2 separate regions of the Camelus bactrianus genome follow, and region 1 is linked to region 2. The links are chromatin contacts, called in public Hi-C maps. All regions are on one chromosome and are shown on one strand. The core of a region is the stretch at or near the end of the contact, and the rest is flanking DNA. Distances in the headings are between cores, read along the strand shown. Region 1 holds the start of COA1 (cytochrome c oxidase assembly factor 1). Region 2 holds the start of PSMA2 (proteasome 20S subunit alpha 2).

Evidence for each region. Hi-C and Micro-C count contacts between places; a contact is called where the count stands out from the background.
Region 1: a Hi-C map of liver shows a contact between it and region 2, with 7 times the contacts expected there. The contact joins the promoter of COA1 here to the promoter of PSMA2 in region 2. A contact is called at or near these places in 2 of 2 Hi-C or Micro-C datasets (blood and liver).

What each region holds. Positions count from the first base shown.
Region 1 is chr7:83,177,487-83,180,391 of ASM4877302v1, reverse strand. It overlaps COA1 (cytochrome c oxidase assembly factor 1), which reads left to right and starts at 1,254. Exons shown (of 5, transcript XM_074367704.1): 1 at 1,254-1,398.
Region 2 is chr7:82,602,048-82,604,982 of ASM4877302v1, reverse strand. It overlaps PSMA2 (proteasome 20S subunit alpha 2), which reads left to right and starts at 1,253. Exons shown (of 8, transcript XM_010969556.3): 1 at 1,253-1,366. The coding sequence starts at 1,326. MRPL32 (mitochondrial ribosomal protein L32) reads right to left here and starts at 1,137. Exons shown (of 3, transcript XM_010969555.3): 1 at 966-1,137. The coding sequence starts at 1,095.

The sequences.
Region 1 (2,905 bases), core at 5-2,504, 580 kb before region 2:
GTATGTATCAATACCATACATAGTACGCATACATAATCTAATTTTCTTTTCTGATGGGAGATGTGTGATGGTTTTGAAGACCACTGCCTTAGACTAAACTTGATTAGTCTGATAATAGAACCTATCAAATTTAGGTGACCCACCCATTGTGAAGACTCATTGCTTTGTGGAAGAAAGGTACTTGTGAGGTAGGCTGGGACCCGGAACCCTTTACTGGAGTGCTTGCACCTGGACACACATCTCATGTTCTTGAGCAACAGAATACAAAGAAACTGTAAGGGACTAAGAATAACTGCACACATTTGCACTTGGGGCAATTATGAACAATAAGGTACAAAAAGGCTACAAACCAACTGCCACTTCCAAGGTGCCATGAGCAGAAACAGGGTACATGACCCCTGCACATGGCACCACAAAGGTGGTGGGCAGACCACCTAAGCTAAGGACCCACCCCCATTTTTAACTCCATTTAAGGGCCAAAGCAGTTGCCTTCAGCGGCAACTGTTTCTTGTTTTCACTCCCTCCTGCTGTAGCACAACCCTCAAGAAAGCCTTGCCTGGGATTCTCCTCTGGCCTCCACCAATTTCTATTGATTAAAGAGTCCAGGAGCCTGCGTCGGTAACACCTGGACTTCAAACATAACATTAAAAAAGTAAAAGATGACGTTAACAGTAGCAATGAGGGCAACGGAATGATCAAGATGAAAATAATAACTGGCGTTTATTGAGCACTTACAAAGTGCCAGATTATTCGGAGTGCTTTACATCCTCACAATAAATCTATAAAGTAAATACTATTATCCATTTTACTACTTAACTGCTTGAGAACAGAGACCACTACAGGCTTTCTTAGCACTACATTCCCTGAAGCACAGTAAGCATTTAATAAATATTTAGTGAGTAACAAAAGTTAGTGTTGTCAAATTTCTCAGCCGAGGAAGGCAAGTTGGACTTCAGTGTCAGACGGGGCTCAGATGGCCCGTGGTTTTGCATGCTTGGAGGTGAGCCCAAGCGCCAGGTGAGGAGCAATACGAGCCACTGGTTTAAATTTCCTCGGCAACCGCTGCGGGACTGAATGTGCACAGGGGGCCAACGGGGCGCAGAAAACAAGCGGGGATTTAAGGAGATAAATCGTCTCCCGGCGCGGGTAGGAGGTTCGGCGAAGTCCGCTTGCGCAAGAAACTTCCACAGGATCAGCCTCTGGGGCGCCGCGGGGCCGCATTCAGCCGGCGGCTCGCGCTTGCCGACGCTCTAGCCACGTGAGGAGGAGACGCCGGAAGTCTCGACTGCTCCCCGCGGGGCGTGTCCTCCCGCCGGCGTTCCGCCCACCCGCTCCCCACGCCCCGCGTCCGGAAGGAACCGCGCGCGCTCCCCGGCGTGGTGCGTCTACGCCTGACAGGTTAGCGGCCCCGCGGGAGAAAGAGTAGGGTCTCTGCTGCCGCGGGTGCGTTTGTTGCCGCAGTCCCGGAGGCCGCGTTTGCGGGCCAGGTGGGCTGCTGCGAGGGGAGTTCCCTCAGGGGCCACCTACCGGCCCTCGGCTGCTTGTGTGGCGCCTGTGGTCCCGTGGTGGGCTCAGTCCTCGGGGTGCTACCAGGTGCCCCCTCCCGGGTAGCTAACGGAGTGGCCTTGCCTGTGGTCCTTGCCGAGCGTCCCAGGGGCACATTTGTGAAGAGGTGGAACTGGGCACTTTCTCGGTGGTCCCCACAGGCTGAGGAGGACCCTGCCCTGATGAGTGTAGAAAAGAATTTTCTGGCTTATTGGTCACAGTAGTTTATGTCCCCGTCACATTTGAGCTCCTTTCCCAGGGCTGACTACAGAAGTGATTGTCAGTGTAAGTGATTTTCAGGTGTTTGTATATGTCTGTGTGAATGTCTGTCAATCAACCAACCTGTGTGTGTGTGTCTGTGAGAGGAGGGCTTTGTGTAATTTAAAAAATCCGTAAATAGGCTTATAATTTGATACTTGATTCTGCTGTATTTTCCCAACTCCTCTCCATTCTTGCCTGAGGAGTCTTGCCCTGCTTCACCTTTGGATAGAAGTAGCAACTCTCTACTTAGACTTTACACATTTAAAACACAGATCTAGGGGGTAAGGTATAGCTCAGTGGTAGAGCGCATGCTTAGCGTGCATGAGGTCCTGGGTTCAATCCCCAGTACCTCCATTAAAAACCCCAAAACTACCTTCCTCCCTCCACATACACCACCCCCCCCCGCCAGATCTGACTGTGTTAAAATCTAATGTTACAGACCTTTCCATTGATGCAGGATAATACAAATTCCTTAGACTGCCTCCTTCTTGCTTCTGCTGAATTTTTTGTTCCTTTTATGGAAAACACACCTACAAACACTCGTATGCCCTCCTCATGCCAACCTGCAGTAATTTCATCTCTGGATATGACAGAGTTTTGTAAATGGTTTACCCACGTTTAGAAAGTTACTTCTCCATTCAATTAGAATTTATTGAATTCCTGATACTGCCAGGAACTGTTTTAGGAGCTGGCGATATAATGGGAGGAAAAAAACCCCTCCAGTCCTTTTGAAAAATAACAGCTTAATTGAGATATAGTCACATACCATGGAGTTTTAAAATATACATTGGTTTTTAGTGCATTTATAGAGTTGTACAACCCACACCACAGTTTTCATCACCCCCAAAAGAAGCCCTGAACCAATTAACAGTCTCTCCTGATTTCCTCCCCTCACCCTACTCCTAGCCCTAAGCAATTACTAATCTACTGTTTATATATTTGCCTACTCTGGACTATTCATGTACAGGAAATAATAAACTGTGGGGTCTTTCTTGTCTTCTTTCACTGAACATTCTTGTTCATCTGTGTAGCATGTATCAGTACTTCACTTCTTTTTATAGCTTTTTATTTTGTAGTATGGCCAGACCACTATTTATTT
Region 2 (2,935 bases), core at 4-2,503:
TGAGTTAGATCCTCTGTCATATAACCTGGTAGATCCATCACTTGGTCCTTCGAAATATTTAATCTTGATTCCTCTCAGTTCTTTAAGGAAAAGAGCTAGCTCATTACACTTTGTAGGATATTAATTTACTTATGTGACCACCAACGTTTCCCTTTTGTTTTTTCTGAACTGTTTATAAACTCAAATAGATTCCTTTACTTTTTTCTTGCTGTTTTTCCTCAGACTTGCAATACCTCTTTTGATTGTAGGAACTCTTAAAAATATACAAGGTGTCTAACACTTAACAACTGGCATTCCTTTTCAGTATATCTAAAAGAATTGCTAAGCATAGCCCAGGGGTTAATAGCACAGGATCTGGACGGCCTGTGTGACCTTGGGTCCTTTCGGAGCCTACTTTTTCAGTTGAGAAGGGGAGACACCTAATGGGATTGTGGCGGCGATTATCTCAGAAGCCTATGTAGGCTTCGACATACAGTGGGCTCTTTGTTCGTTCAGTCGGCCTGGGCATGATCATTATCATGTTCGGGATACCTCCGAAATCGAGTAGAATGTAAATGTCAAAGCCATGACAGTTTTAACACCCAGGATGCTTTCATTTAAATTTAGTTTTCGGGGGAAACAAGATCAACATTCAACTGCACAGAGGACAAATTGCTTTAGGGGGTGGGACGACTGGAAAGAAAAGAGAAGCGGATCTGGATCGTGGTGTCGCTTGAGGCTAAGCGATGCGCTTGGGTTACATTCTGTAAACGAATGGGACAATTGGAGGGCTTTTCTTTTTTCGCAGGAGACTGGGGGGCAGAGACAGCTGTCTCTTCTTGTTCCTAAGTAAGTGTCCCGGACGACGGCCCCCACGCGCGGCGGAAGATCAGACCGCGGGAGCAGGGCGGCGTAAGAGCGGTGTCCACCACGCGGCCTGGGGCCCCTCACCCAACCCCTTCTCCACGGAGACCTCCTTTACGTACCCCATGGAGAACGGGGAAGGCCTGGCCGGCTCAGCTGAAGTTTCCGCTGCAGTTGCTCCCAAAAGTTCCGGAGTAGTCCCCGGGCTGCGGGCCGCGGCGAAACCACCAAGACCAGCATGAAGGCCGCCATGTTGCTCGCCCTAAGGCCGCGCCCACCGGGTCGCCCCTACCTCGAGCATGCGCACAAACGCAAAGTCGGGGGCTAGCCGGGCACGGAACTACAACTCCCAGCATGCCCCAGGAGCGTCTCTGCCTCTCCTCCAATCAGAGAGCGAGAAAGAAAGGCTCGGGGAGGGGAAATGAAACGACTCAGGCCGCAGTGCGCGTGTGTGCGGATGTGCGTTGGGTCTCCGGGTAAAGATGGCGGAGCGTGGTTACAGCTTTTCGCTGACTACATTCAGGTACGGAAGGGGCCCCTGAGGTCCTCCGTTTAGCCGAGTTTGTAGGAGCTCAGCTGACCCGGTCTTTTACATCCTGGTCTCTGGCTTGGTGCCTCCGGGGGGCCCAATAGGGAATGAGGCTGGAAGTGCGACTTTGCAAAGTCATTTGCAGGGCCCTCCCGCGGCCTGGGGAGCAGTGGTGCCGGGGGTCATGGGAACGCGATTTGGGGGATCCAGGGCGACCTTGGAGCTGTGGGAGGATGAGGCCCTCACGCAGGGACTTGCTTTCGCTTTGGGGGCTAGAGAAGAAGGCAGCTTTGCATTATCTGTCTCCGGGTGTCCCGTTCAGAACTCAGGATTTCCTTCCTGACCCAAGTAGGCCTGACTGGGGAGCCTCTGGGGCTCGGAATCTCGGTCAGATCTCTGGGGTCCCTTTTTTTTCTCGGAAAGCTCCAACTTTACAGTTTGCATTTGGTCTTGGAATGTTTTTCGAAACCTCTTCCCGCTTTCGGTTTTCTCGATGGCCCTATTAGAAGCTGAAGGACTGAAAATGAAAGCGCTGATCTTTCTATCCCTTAGTGATTGTGGGCGCCAAACTCTTAGGCTACATTTGTGTTTCGGCTGTTACTTTGGAAGGAGGCTATGTTGACTTAAAATAAAAAAAGATTGTAGGATTTGAACTACTTTAGAACTAGGATGTAAGTACATTTTTCAAGAAAACCATCACCAAAAGACTTAAGAAATTAACCGGGGAAGGATTCAATTTGACCTTTTTCCTACGGATCAGTAATACCCCATTTAATTGCAGTGTGTTTCCTCGCTGCTAAAGGCGGGCGGGATCCAACTTGTTGAGTACTTTCTGTGTGGGTACAGCTTACTCCATCTCTTTCTACTACCATGTGTGATAAATGTTGTCTCAGCATCTTACACATGCGCAAACCACAGCTCAGACAAATGAAATAACTTGTGCATGATCGTAAACGAGTAGCTGAGTTAACATTCAAACTGGCTGCTTCCTGAGGACAAAATTAATACACTTTCCATTACCATATGATGACTTCTTAAATATGAAAATGTGTTCCTTACTCTTGGCAGTTTGCCATAATAAGTAAAATAAATTTTTCCTCTTTGAGTGAAATTAATTTCATTCCTTAATTAAAGATCTCGTCGTATACAATGATAGAAAACAATTTTTGCCCCGTAGTCACTGTTCCTATTGGTGAAGAAAGCAAACCTGGCCCTTTATCTTTAAGAAAGTGTAATCCTAGTGGAGGTGGAACATAAAACAACTAATTATTATCAGAGGCTGACTCTTTATAATAAATTCCTAGTAAACTACACTTATTTTTAACATGATGGCACAGTTCTGTTTTAGATTAAAAGCATTTGTTTCTAGCCTGTTGTAATCAGAATTAAACTATTAATGGTGGAAGTGACAAGAGACAATACTATAGGACGAGAAAGTGTTCTTGAGGATTACATTTATTGGGGATACTGACAGTAAGTGGGTAAACCAATTGATGCCTGCTGATGCATTCTGAAGAAGATTTTTCTCTTACTTGGGAATTTTTATAAAGAGGGGGCAAAAGA